2 separate regions of the Danio rerio genome follow, and region 1 is linked to region 2. A link is a contact called in public Micro-C data. All regions are on one chromosome and are shown on one strand. Each heading gives the region's core, a stretch centred on a gene start, on an enhancer-like site or on the middle of the called end of the contact. The rest is flanking DNA. Distances are from core to core; before and after follow the strand shown.

The links. Hi-C and Micro-C count contacts between places; a contact is called where the count stands out from the background.
Region 1: a contact with region 2 is called in a Micro-C map of caudal fin, with 10 times the contacts expected there. The contact joins the promoter of znf280d here to the enhancer-like site in region 2. A contact is called at or near these places in 1 of 18 Hi-C or Micro-C datasets (caudal fin) and 1 of 4 datasets of contacts at active chromatin or transcription factors (embryo).

The regions. Positions count from the first base shown.
Region 1 is chr7:54,315,353-54,322,643 of GRCz12tu, reverse strand. znf280d (zinc finger protein 280D) reads right to left here and starts at 4,812. Exons shown (of 18, transcript XM_679451.9): 1 at 4,704-4,812; 2 at 1,233-1,398; 3 at 928-1,154. The coding sequence starts at 1,398.
Region 2 is chr7:54,009,906-54,016,786 of GRCz12tu, reverse strand. It overlaps LOC141375136 (a long non-coding RNA gene), which reads left to right. Exons shown (of 4, transcript XR_012382687.1): 3 at 4,199-4,249. Among named protein-coding and RNA genes, the nearest start is that of myzap, 6.2 kb to the right of the region's middle. Within about 2 kb of position 4,191, at least 5 of the 62 cell types and tissues checked have an H3K27ac peak or open chromatin away from gene starts, as enhancers often do. A contact at or near this core is called in caudal fin, where this site is marked.

The sequences.
Region 1 (7,291 bases), core at 3,563-6,062, 310 kb before region 2:
ACGTTTGACAGTAGCCAAATCTGTGAAATAAACAACCAAAACATCAAATAATAGCAGCCATGAGTATAACCGCATTCACTATCGGGAAGCGACATAATCACTCTCGTAGGAGAATTTTGCTTTCACCATCCAAAATAAATAAAAGTTATTCAACATGTGCGCTCGAAAGCTCCGCCCCTTCCACTACGTGAGCAAACCTGCGGTCGTTTAGTGCGTGAAGTGTCCATCATTACACACTTCATTTTACCGGCTGAATGAGTGCATCATCCGGGTAATTAAAGTGCACTTATTATTTCTAGAGTTTTCAGTGTGAACGCACTACTTACACTATTTATATTACAAAATGGCGTAGAATAGTGCATAAGTACACGATTTAGGACGCAGCTATAGTTTGCTAAAAATAGTATGCGAGCAGAGTAGTAATTCTGAATTCATAGAATTCGAAAAGCAGTATGCGAGAGTAGTAAGATTCTGAAGTGCATCTGATGCACACTGTGCAATCCCATTATGCACTGCAAGCGAATTCATTGTTAGGAGTGAAGTGACACAACTGAAGTGGGTAGGACATGTGATCATGACAAAATGGTGGATGTAGAACATCTGACTCACATTCATAATGTATAGAACATATTTTGCTAAATGTTGAGTAGTAAATTCAAGTTCAAATGCAGTGCCTATGGTGTAGTAGGCGATTTTCTATGCAGCCACAGTTAGTTTGATCAGGTGTGTTTAATCAGGGTTAAAGCTAAACTCTGCAGAGCTGAGTTTGACACCCGTGTATTGCAGTATGGTTGTTTTTTTTTTTTAACTTGTGTTGATTTTAGAAACGTTTACCTCAGCTGATGAAAATTAGCACACAAACTTCTGTGCTTTGCATTTGACCCCAAAATCACAAATCAGAAGTAAACAAGTTTGATATGAGGTTACCTGATTGTTAATAATAATGGGTTGTGGGGCTGTTTGTGGTCCTAGAGTTGTGTTGAGAGGGATGAGGATAGGGTTTCCTCCTGATGGAGCTGTGCTTCTGACCATGATTGTAGGACCTGCAGCCACCCTAGGAGGGTTCAGCGGGGCTTGCGGTGTATTTTGCACTGTAGTCACCGTTGCAGGTTTCTGAACTGGGACATTTCGCTGGTTCTGTTGGTTAGCGGCTACTGAGGATCACGAGAAACAAAATCATCACAAGTACATGACAGGAAAAGAAGTTACTGAGTCCCAAAAACGCGCAATACCTGATTTTTTTTGGGCTGCAGGCTTGGAGCTGCAGATTTCACCAACGAATATTGGTTCATCATCATCCTCATCATCATCATCCAGATCGATAAGATTTATTTCAGGTATTGCTTTCTGCCATGGCTCCAACTCCTCCTCTTCACACTCCATAAACAACTCAGACATCTAAGAGTAAACAAAAGGCATTAGTGCAATGTCGTCATTTCGGTAAACACACCCAATACCCACAAATCACATCAAAGCCTGGGTTTAAACCCACTAGAATAAATAATCCTAAACAAAGGCATCCCAAAAAACACACGTTTTTTGCTTCAACGTAGCGACCTTCCTACAACGTTGTACCAACCTTGCAAAAAGGTTGAGGAATCTACGTTGTTGCTAAAGGTTGTCACAATGATGTCATAATGTTGCCATTTACAAATCATGAGGGCCGCATGCTTTAGGTTATGCTTAGGTGGCGTGGACGACCACTGTACAACATTTACTGGTCACAGCTGAATCAGTTTAAATTTCAACAAGCTGTCGCCTCATTCATCAACCACAGAGGAGACACGAGTATTGCTTTATTTCTTCTTAAGATATGCAAATTGTGAATATTCAAACAAACCTACGATTTCGACAACAATCTGTTCCAACATTACACATACAAAAAAGCCGTAATTAAGTTATTACGAGCGAGTAACATTTCAGCACTCCGTTCGCGGACGGCGACAACATTAAAGACATTGTTAAATCTTTCAATAAAACATTTCCTGATAATTTACCTGCCCCTTGTCTTTACTCGAATGGACAAAAATGTTTTTGAAGTTCAGTTTTTTTCCATATCGATCGTGATGAGTCAGTTATGGATACTGCATCACACGATCCCAGCCGACGCACTTTTTACAAAACACACAAACTGACTTTTAATACAAAACACCTCTGTGCAGACTGCATCCCGTTAAAGTTCACTCAAAAATAAACATGTACTCAAATTATTCACCCATAAAATAAGTGATTCCAAATCTTTAAGTTTCTTTATTCCGTTGAACACTAAAGACAGTCTTTTAAAGAAATAATCTGAATAATCTGTAAGCATTTGCTTTCATAGTAGGAAAAACACAATGGAATTCAATAGTTAACAGGTTTCCAGCTTATTCAATATATCTTCTTTATTGTTCAGCAGAGAAAAAAAAAGGTAAATGCGTTTGGAACAAGTAAAGGATGAGGCTAAATGACAGAATTGTCAGTTTTGGGTGATCTATCCCCATAAGTTAAAGTATATAAAATAATGTTAAAATGCCTAGTTACTATTATTAATAAAAAGATCTGCTAGTCTAAATCGTTATTTATTTTGATTGGTCTTTTGATGTTGGAATTTAAAATCCACTTTTTTTCTTTGCTCAACAGGCTATTTTCACATAGAGGTTATCTTCCATTGATAATTTCTTTTTAATTATGCGCAAGTTGCATAAAACTCTATTGTTTACCCACCCACTGTTGTTTTCAAATTATTTATGTAACATGTCTTTCAGAATGTTTTCAGTTGTTGAATTCACCTCAGAACTGTGTTGCTGTAATTCCTGATCTATGGAAAGAAGAATTAGATGATGTAAAGAGTATACCACTCTACTATATTTACTATCATATTAAATGCAGTTATGTTATCTAAAACACAGTATGTCCATAATGTGGAAAATAGACCATGCTTATGAAAAAGTACTTTGTTATTTTGTACAGCTGTTATTGAAATGACACTAAGTTTAACATTCCATTTTACAGCGAGCAACGCCACAACTACAGGACCTCTTCTTTCTCTTCTCATAATGTAAGTAAGTATTCGGAGACTAACTCTGACTTCTGTTAACTCAAACCTGTTTTCCCTGTATCTCTAAATTTATTTATTTGTATGTCATTTTAGTATATGATATATTATTAAAAAATTTAAATGAAGTAGGCTCCATAATTACTCACTGGAGATTTCATATATAATAAAATTACAATAAATGTCTGAAGCTTCAATATAAACTTGCTAGTCAGTAGTCATTTCCAGTGTAGTCCTGTTGTGTCAAGCTCTGATCTGTCATCTGTCCTCTCTTGTTCACTGCCTATTTTGACTTGTGTCTGCTGTGGATCTCTGAAGCTGGATTCTCTGTTGGATTCGTTTCTTCCTCTGACTGCTTTCTCCATACCAACAACTACGCCTGGCTTCAGCTGCACCCCCCGGTCTGCTGTATTCTCCATCCTTCCCCAGTGTCAGCATTTTAATTTATATATTTATTTATTTACATTTTAATGATTTTTTGTTTACTTTTTTTGTTTGCTTACCCTTTTGTTTAAATGTGTGTGTGTGTGTGTGTGTGTGTGTGTGTGTGTGTATATATATATATATATATATATATATATATATATATATGTTTATATATATATATATATATATATATATATATATATATATATATATATATATATATATGTGTTTATATATATATATATATATATATATATATATATATATATATATATATATAAAGAGAGAGAGAGAGAGAGAGAGAGAGAGAGAATAAAATCTAAACTTTATTTTATACTGTTTGCTTAGATTAGATGTGTACTGTATGTATTAAATGTTGTGAAATATATAATAAAAAGTTTGATTATATTCATTTGTGTGGCATTTTTATACTTCAAAGTTTATACATGCAGTTGTTAAATTAAAAAATAACTGAACAATATTTAATATTAAGCAATATTGGAAAAGAATTACTGCTTATCCTGTATTCTAGGCAGTATTGATAAACTGCCACAAAAATATTAATACAAGTAGTAAAAACGCCGTCTCGCGGTTGCTGAATGTCGCACGACAACGTTGCTACAGCCTTCTCACTTCTTACATTTCTATGTTGTGACAATGTAGCAAGCACGTAAGCGGCAAATTGTCTTTGAAAAAATACAACGTTGTGCAGACATCGCTATAACGTAAATGTGTTTGTTGGGATGCTAATGTTTGAGAGTGCAGTAACAGCTGCGCCTAATATGTATATGCAAAATATTGTTATGCAAAACTAAGTCACGTTAAGTTTAAAACGCCAGCTATAGTGATGTGGAACCTATAATACATCTCTTGCAGGCTTGAGTATACAATCGACTGTTACTGCGGACATAGACCGGCTAAGATGCTAATTCAGGTTCTCACCATTGTCTCCAATTTAAAACGTGAAATCAACAAAGAATTAAGAAAGAAGAAGAGCACAGGTGTTAAGAAATTAGTTACATTTACACACATGTTTTCTTCTAAGGGCGTTATTTGGGAAAGCATTAGCAAGCTGGTCGGCTCTGTGTGGATGCTAACGCGCTAAAAAGCAAGAAAAATAGCTAGCCGCTGCAGGAAACGACACACCGCAGAAACCGCAAAGGAAACACTTATTATCTTTGTATATAGAAACAAATAGACAAACATCACAGATTAACAGATTTACACAATTCGACCTTACCTTTTAAAATCTCGTATTATTTACAAACAACATCAGTGTTGATTCAGACACGCTTACAGCAGCATGAACCGCGGAGGCTCATGGGAAATTCGAGGGGCTTTGTTGAGGGACCAAAAAGCTCTTCGAGTCTGAATTAATACCCTTTCCCCCCAGTTTAGACATACCAATATTAAAATACAGAACATGAAGTTATGTGCAGAGAAGAAACGAAACGTATTATAAACAATATTACATGTCAGACAATGAGAACCAGGCCAAAACATACGCTCTTTACATCATGGACTCTTAGTTAGTAAAGCTTTAGATATTAATACATGCATAGTGGTGCAATTAAAAAATATATACATCTAATTTACATGTAATAGATTATGTAAACTGTTTTATGTTACTCTAAAACATTTTATAACTTTAAAATGGCATTAGAAAAATATCATGGACAAGTACTAAATATGTTTATATAAGAGATGAACGAACTTATGTACAAGTTAATATCTAGGCTAATTCACTTATATAAATGTAACATTTGCAGGTAGAAGATTTAGAAATCTTGTATTGAATCTGTTTGTTTTGACCAACAGGTGGCACTATGAGTATTGTGATGAATATAAATGTCCTTTATAAATAATGAAAGTCATCACCATGATAGCTACATTCAGAAAGTTGGGAAATGATTTTTATGACTTTTTTCAGGATGGCTTGTAGTGTACATTTGTACGCGATTTTGATTTAGTGACATAAGACTATGTTCTGCATAGCATTTGGTCTGTGGTGTTCTATTTCTGTCTCTTGAACGTCACTAAATATCCTGGATATCATTATTTTGATTGAATTGTGAGCTAGTGGAGCACATAAACAGCTATACTAATTAATTGTAAAGTTATTTAAAAAAAACATGCACTGTATTATTCATTGAACTTGTATAAAATGCTGCTTGTTATACTGCTTAATTTTATGATAAAAGTATTTTCTATTTTTCTATTTTACTTACAGTGATTTAATCTTTGTTTTGCACATATATACAGCAGTATTATGGGCCTTCTAAAATAGGCTACACAAAAAGAAAGTCTAGGTGACGCAGTGGCGGAGTAGGTAGTGTTGTCGCCTCACAGCAAGAAGGTCACTGGTTCGAACCTCAGCTAAGTTGGCATTTTTGTGTGGAGTTTGCATGGGTTTCTTCCGGGTGCTCCGGTTTCCCCCACAGTCCAAAGACAGCGACCTAATTTGTCTGTAGTGTGTGTGTGTGTGTGTGTGTGTGTGTGTGTGTGTGTGTGTGGATGTTTCCCAGAGATGGGTTGCGGCTGGAAGGGGTTGCGTAAAGATTTGCTCGATAAGTTGATGGTTCATTCTGCTGTGGCGACCCCGGATTAATAAAGGGACTAAACCGACAAGAAAATGAATGAATGAATGAAATAGAAAGTATGTTAATAAAAATCAGTATGCAACAAACTGATAAACAGAAGCTCTCCACAGTTTAGTTCCAACCCTCATTAAACACACCTTATCAAACTAATTGTGTGCTTTATGCTTGTTTAAACCTACAGGTAAGTGTGTTGAAGCTGGGCTGGAACTTAACTCTGCAGAGCTGCAGTCTTCCAGGAATCCAGGAATAGACAAAAGTTGAATGAAAAAAAAAGGTACACTAAAGTATGAGCATACTGGCATCTTAAAAGTGACATATACAACAGCTTGTTACCTGAGAATTATGTATGATATAAAATCATGTTTTTTGTAGAATTTGTAGAAATTTTATATTATTATTTAATATTATTTATATTAGATTCAATTCTATATTATACATTGCTGAAAATGGTAATACCAATAATGATAATAGCAAGTCATAATAGTTACATTTAAAATAAACTTTTGTTTATTTATTTGGGTTGCCACAGCGAAATGAACCACCAACTTATCCAGCATATGTTTTATGCAGCGGATGCTTTTCCAGCTGCAACCCATCTCTGGGAAAATAAACCTATGTGTATGTGTTATATTTTCAATTATTATTATTACTATTTATTGCAGACCAATAAAACATGAACAAGGAAACATTTATTTGGTATCTTTAATAAGATAACAATATACTTATATGAGAACAATAAAAAAAATTACTTAAAATGAGCTAAATTTAATGAACCAGTACGGATAAACAGAAAAAATGCACATTATTAAAGGTAAATCACATTGTTAAATATGTTCTTATAGAGCATAAAAATATGCCAATTTGTCATTGTTTATGTGCCTGAAGGCTGAATTTCGAAAATTTTAGTAAGAAATAATTGAAGAATCAATGGAGATTAAAATCATTTTGATTACAAATAATTAATGAAAATTTACATTTAATATAAGCTAATGTAGTTTCCCAGTGTTGGGTTGTGGCTGGAGGGGCATCCGCTGAGTTAAACATATGGTGGATGGGTTAGCGGTTCATTCCGCTGTGGCGATCCCTAAATCAATGAAGGGACTAAGCCAAAAAAAATAAAAATAAATGCATGAATAAAGCTAATGTAGTTGGCAACATACTGAAGAGATAGTTGGTGAAGGGTTGCATAATGAAACATTGCTATTTTGCAATACTATTTGCAAGATGT
Region 2 (6,881 bases), core at 2,942-5,441:
TAATAATTATGATCATGATATCAAATTAAGGTTTTTTTATAGCACATTCAATGGTTCGTTATGGAACATTATGAAAGGATTTTATTTAGCACTAAAAATTGTTCTGACGCAGTGGCGCAGTAGTGCTGTTGCCTCACAACAAGAAGGTTGCTGGTTCAAGCCTCGGCTGGGTCAGTTGGCGTTTGTATTTAGAGTTTGCATGTTCTCCCTGCATTTGCACGGGTTTTCTCTGGCTAAATTGTCTGTAGTGTATGAGTGTGGATGTTTCCCAGTGATGGGTTGCAGCTGGAAGGGCATCCGCTGCGTAAAATATATGCTGGATAAGTTGGCTAAGCCGAAAAAAAAAATGAATTAATGAATAAATTAAATTGAATTAATATTCTATTAATAAAAGAAGGTTTTGCACAGATGCAATGTAAGCACTATTTTTGGCTCCAAAAAGTGATCTGTTATATATATATATATATAATTTATTTTCTCCAGTCATTAGTTTCACAAGATCCTGAAGAGATCAATATGCTGACTTGATTAATAAACAAACAAACAACAGTTGTCCTGCTTACTATCTACCTATTACCTCACTATTACCTCAAGATTTGAGGAATAGAATGCTCTGAAGAACAGACTTGATCCATTTCTTTAAAAAAAAACACTGCTCCCCTAACTTATTCTTGAAACATATGTCAAACTCACATTGTGTAGGCTGATTCAGAAAACATCTGCTGTGACTGAATGCACAAGTGGGTGTTTACCTCGAACACTACCTCGAACACCACAGACAACTTGTTCCAGAACATTACTTATAAATGTCAAACAACCAGTTCTGAGAGCTCTGTCTTTGTCTTGTGTGTGGACATCATCACAGAGGAAGATGTTGTTAAACAGTCAATCTCCAGTAATTACTCACCTGTTTACCGCAGGTGAAGCTCATGTATGATTCATGATGAAAAACACCAACACCATTATTCCAAGACAGCAGTAGTGCTTGCTAAACAATGCACATTGTTTACAGCACCTGTAGGTCATTATGCTCACAAGGTGCCTTCTGAGATTTAAGATTGACTTCTTTCTTTAATGCATGTGGATTTAAAAGTGAATAATGCCAAAACATTGCATAACTGTTCAGCTTTGAAAACACAGCTGATTAAGCCATGTGCTGTTCACAGAGCAGAAGAAAATCTGGAAGCACTACAATTAGGCAAAGCGCTTTGCCATTTTTTTTTTAAGCATTATGTGTTGTTTTTGGTATACAAAAGGTATGTATGAGCATGCATTTGGACCCTGTGTCAATTACAATGGACATCACATGTCAGCCCATGTTTTTTCTGGTTCCAAGAGGTAAGGCGGCTGCACGGTGGTGCAGTGGGTAGCACATTCCCCTCAGCTAGAAGGTTGCTGATTCGAGCCTTGGCTGGGTTAGTTGACATTTCTGTGTGGAGTTTGCATGTTCTCCCTATGATCGCGTGGGTTTCCTTCGTGTGTTCTGGTTTTCCCCACAATTCCAGACATGCACTTGGTGAATTGGGCAAATAAATAGTCTGTAGTGTATGAGTGTGTATAGATGTTTCCCAGTGATGGGTTGCAGCTGGAAGGGCATCCGCTGCGTAAAACAAATGCTGGATAAATTGACGGTTAATTCCACTGTGGCGACCCCAGATTAATAAAGTGACTAAACTGAAAAGAATATGAATAAAGTGGTAAGGCTCGGCATGTTGTAATTTGAAAAAAAATATACTTTAGTGAAAAGATGTATGGCATCACTTTACTCCAGCCACATTCACAATGTTTTTTTTTTTCAGATTGATTGATATATTTGCCAACAATTCATAGATTGTATGTAAAAAAATAAGGATTTGTACAGTACTTATTCATTAAAGTTTAACATCTTTTGTAACATTGCAAGCTTTAGATCAGGCTTTTTTCAAATATGTCTGTCCATTAGGATGCACAATGGGTTCAAGATCTGCTACTGAAATGAAATCTCCAGTAATACTGATTGAACTTTTTTACATAAAAAAATTAAATCCATGTACTAATTTATTGCTAAAACAATTTCATATGCATAATATACAGATCTTGAAGTTCTGAGCAGATGGAAATATCTCCGATGTGGACATTATGTGGAGTGATGAGGAAGACAAAGATAATGTTTGTTATAAACAAGGTGCAATCTATACAACAAAACCCTCAAAATTAAAGTAAAAATGTTACAATATTAGGGTTGTGAATTTAAAAATACATTTTAAGATTATACTAGCAATCATGTATGTGTTTTTGTATCTTATGTTGGTATATTGTTCGGGAAGTACAACTCTTCTGACCTGATGTCCATTGAAATGGACAAAAAATATATATACTGTACTTAAAGGTTGTTGAATTTTTATTATAATAATTTGTTCTCATTTACAGGAGCCTCAAGAACTGTGACATACTTTTTACATTTTATTACATTTTTCAGAAACTAGGAACATAATTCCAGTCTGAAGGGGTTAAGTGAGCTGTGTTATTGTGACTGTTGGGTTCATACAACATATAAGCCTGATTTTTTTTGTATTCGAATTGTGGTCATTTGTTAAAACAATGAGACTTTAGACACAACAATCGTTTTATCTTCTACAACACGTGGCATAAGGGTACTTACTTTGTATACATCATATATTTAGTTTCATGATGAAGGCTCTGAATAGAGCCATCCAATGCAAAGCAATACTAAAATTATTGAGAAATAACTATAACTAAAATGTTCTATTGTTTGTGTTAAATGTGAAATTCATTCATTCATTCATTCATTTTCCTTTAGCTTAGTCCCTTTATTCATCAAGGGTCACCACAGCAGAATGAACCGTCAACTTATCCAGCACATGTTTTACAAGGCATATGCTCTTCCAGCTGCAACCCAGTTCTGGGAAACACCCATGCACTCTAACATTCAAACACACACTATAGCCAATTTAGTTTATTCAATTCATCTATAGTACATATCTTTGGACTGTGGGGGAAAGGTGTGCTCGCTAACACGAGGAGAACATGCAAACTCCAAACAGAAATGCCAACTGACCTGGTTGGCACTCAAACCAGCGACCTTGTTGCTGTGGGGCGACAATGCTAACCACTGTGCCACCGTGCCATTGTAATCAGTGGTCTCTTTTTATAAATCACATTGCCAAATGCCCACATGAAAAAGACCATGGTAGTTTACAGTAAATACTAGTGTTTTTGTACATAATAAGATGCATTTTAAATATTATGGTATTTACATTTCTTGAATTAAGTGAATTTACTATAGTGAACTGATAAACTGCAATAAAAACTGTAGCACACTTTAGTTTTAACTGCAGTAACCTGTGGTGTATTGTTAGATAACACACCCTATAATTGTAGAAAGTATTGAGCAATTTGTTTTTATTACTACAGTTGTAATATGACCATAGCAACTGTAGAAATACCAAAGCATATTAATTCAAATGCTTTAATAAAGTTTGGTTCCAGAACACTACTGTGTTTACTATAAATTACTATAGTATATTTTGTGGATGGACATGATGACATGTGGATGGATTGAAGTCAGAAAAGTAATAAAAATGTTATCTCTGGCACAGATTTTGAGAAAGTCCACGGCATAAAACAGAAATGTGCGCACATCTAGAAAAAACTTGAAGGCAGGTGCACGATCAAAAAACAAACATAAGTGGCAAAAGATTCAAAGTAGGTCGGCACACTGCCACTTTAGCTCTCAAAAAATTTTATTAGTCAAAATTACAAAAACACTACGTTTCGACCGACATGGTCTTCATCACCTGATGAAGACCATGTCGGTAGAAACGTAGTGTTTTTGTAATTTTGACTAATAAAATTTTTTGAGAGCTAAAGTGGCAGTGTGCCGACCTACTTTGAATCTTTTGCTAAAGTCCACGGCATACTCAGTGATTTTAGAGAACAAAAATTAGGAAAGGAGTTTTTGATACACAGAAAAATCATTGTGTCTGTTAGCAACTGGCTGTGAGTGCACATGAAATGAGTTTTTTTGAGTACATAAAAACAAATCATTTATAACAAACAACACAATGTTCCATAAAAGAATCAGTAATTCTGTAATAACATAGTTGTTCTTCCTTTTATAACCTCTCCATAAGAACACATTGTAATTGCATTCTCTTTCTTTGTTTCCTGTTGTCACTCTTCATCTCGTCTGATGTAGAAACGCGTCTGATGCACTCCTCAGGGAATCCAGCCCATCTAGTAAGACCAGGTAAGCAAGGTGACAATACGTAAATAATGAGACAGGTACATATAGTATCCATAGCATACTTTCTATTTTTCTTGTGGGAGCAGTCAGGCATACACTAATGGTGCGGTGAGCTGGATGGACGTTACTGTGTTTATCAGTTATGTTGTGTCACAATAAATCCTGAATTTTAACTGAAATAATATGTCACATAGTGAGAACGACAAAGCAGCGGTGTAAATTTGTCATCAGGTCAGATTGTGGGAGAAACTGCAACATCCTGTTTTAGCATTAATGTGAAAACGCTCCACAGCCAGGAAAAAGCTGTAGTGTGTGTGTTATCCTCTCAAACAGTCAATATCTCATCTGAATAATTGATGCAGGCTAGTTACTGTATTAGGCCATTCAATTTTATGCAGGTTGGGTTCTTTAGTACAGTACCTGCACAAGCACTGTTTACAAGCCTGAGAATATTAAAGCTTGTTATGGTCTAAAAGCTGTTTATACTGATGACATCAGCTGACAAGTTATTATAGTAACACAAAACATATTAATTCAACACAGGCTCATTCTGAAAACTTAGCCCTATATACATTTTTGGAAATCGTGAATTATGTTGCCAGAAGTACATATGGCTGCATAAGTGTTTAAAATTAACGCTACGGGGCGATATGTTTTCGTGCTTACCAGCTGACTGCTCACCGTATAGATGGCTTTTTCTGCTGTTACCAGTTTCTGCGGACTTGAGACACAAAGAAGAGCTGACCACGATGAAAGGGTTCAAGTCTGGTTAAGAATGGCTCTTTTTCTGGATTGCTTTTCAAAACATTGTTGGTTGGCTTTAGGGAAGTAAGTGAGCAGGTCAATCGGTGCTTTTGAAAACACTATTGGTTGGGTTTAGGGAAAGAGGAGGGTGGATCAGTCAGGCAGTCAGTCGACAGTGGCCCCAGGTGGCTTTACGTGAAAACAGCAGGTGCGAATATCACTCGCGAGAGAAATTTGAGATCTGAAACAGTGTACACAGCGGCCTCTGGTGTATTTACGCGAGAACAGCAGGCACGAATATCACTCGCGAGAGAAATTTGAGATCTGAAACAGTGTACACAGCGGCCTCTGGTGTATTTACGCGAGAACAGCAGGCACGAATATCACTCGCGTGAGAAATTTGAGATCTCAAACAGCATACAAAGTGGCCTCTGGTGGATTCACAAAAACAAAAACGTACCTCCTGGGACATATTTCACGATCTCCAGAAATGTACAGTGGTATGTTTTTAGAATAAGTCTGGGTTGTAATTATTATTGCTGAAATATTAGGTTGAGAAGATTAAAGAGCCATTATTATGGATTTTTGAAAATGACCTTCCATGTAGCTTGTAACACAGCTCTAAGTAAAGTGAAATATCCAGCTAAGGCTTAAATCTGTAAGTGTACTGTGTTTAAAACTGTTGATTCATCTATAAAAGAGTCAACTCATAGTGCTTCATAGGAGTCGTCTTAATAACGAGTCATTAGGTGTTTTCCGATGACGCGGCTACGAAACACAAGCCCCGCCAAGTAGTTGCTCGCGCAAACCTGGGAGACACCTGCGGCCCCACCCACTAACACAGAAAAAAAAGGCTAGACACACACACAGACGCCACCGGTCGAATGAAGTCACACTGTGCTTAGCTGGATATTATTGAAAGTGTCTACCCAAAGATGAAACTGTGAAGAGTCAGTGGTTGAGGTTTATTTTTGCAAAAATACCTCAGCATTCTAGCCCAGCCTTGTGCAGTGCTTCTGGAAACTACATGCTTACAAAGAAGAATTCATCGGCCGTTTGTTAATGGAAGGATCAGAAAAGTCTACTGATGGACTATGTCAGAACATGGATCAGTGCATCATCAGTTTCAGGATCAGTTCTTCCTCCATTTCACAAGTCTAATTACATGCGATTAAAAGTGTTGCCTCGTTTTCTCTAGCTTGCAAATTATGTATTTAATTGTTTTGTTACTTGTAACCACGTGTACTGTATCAGGTTAACTCTTTATATTCTCATATCGCGTGTAAAGCCACGTTGAAAACGCAATGCGTGCCGCTTTGTTTACGGAATCGTCAGCTGTTCCTACACACATGCAACAGTCAAGTTTCAAAATAGTTCAGCTCAGGTTCCTCTCCTGTGGTTTGTAATGTAATGGGCAGCACAAATGTCTTGATACCTCAAGCTGTTGATGTTGCCATCCACTCTGCAGATCTCTCGCTCACCCTCATACTGAATGTAACCCCAAACCATGATTTTCCTTCAACAAACTTGACTGATGTATGTGACAATCATGCGTCCATGCTGGTAGATCTTCTGCAGTATTTGTGATGAATGGGATGCAGTTTAACAGATGATTCATGGCAAAAATCTACCTTCTACCACTTTTTCAAATGGCCAACTAGAAGTCAAGTTATTATTTGTTGCTCTTACAACTGGGATTGACGACAAGCCTTTTGTCAGGTAGTGTAATGGTTGGTAGCTTGAAGCAGGGTAAGGCTGAAAGCTGTTGAAGCGTAACGACACTGCTAAAGCAATTACTGATGAGAGAAGAGTGCAGAGCTTTTATGATGCCATAGTCAACTACCTCTAATTCTTCTGTCTGAACATGTGGGGAAGCAGCAGCACTGTATTA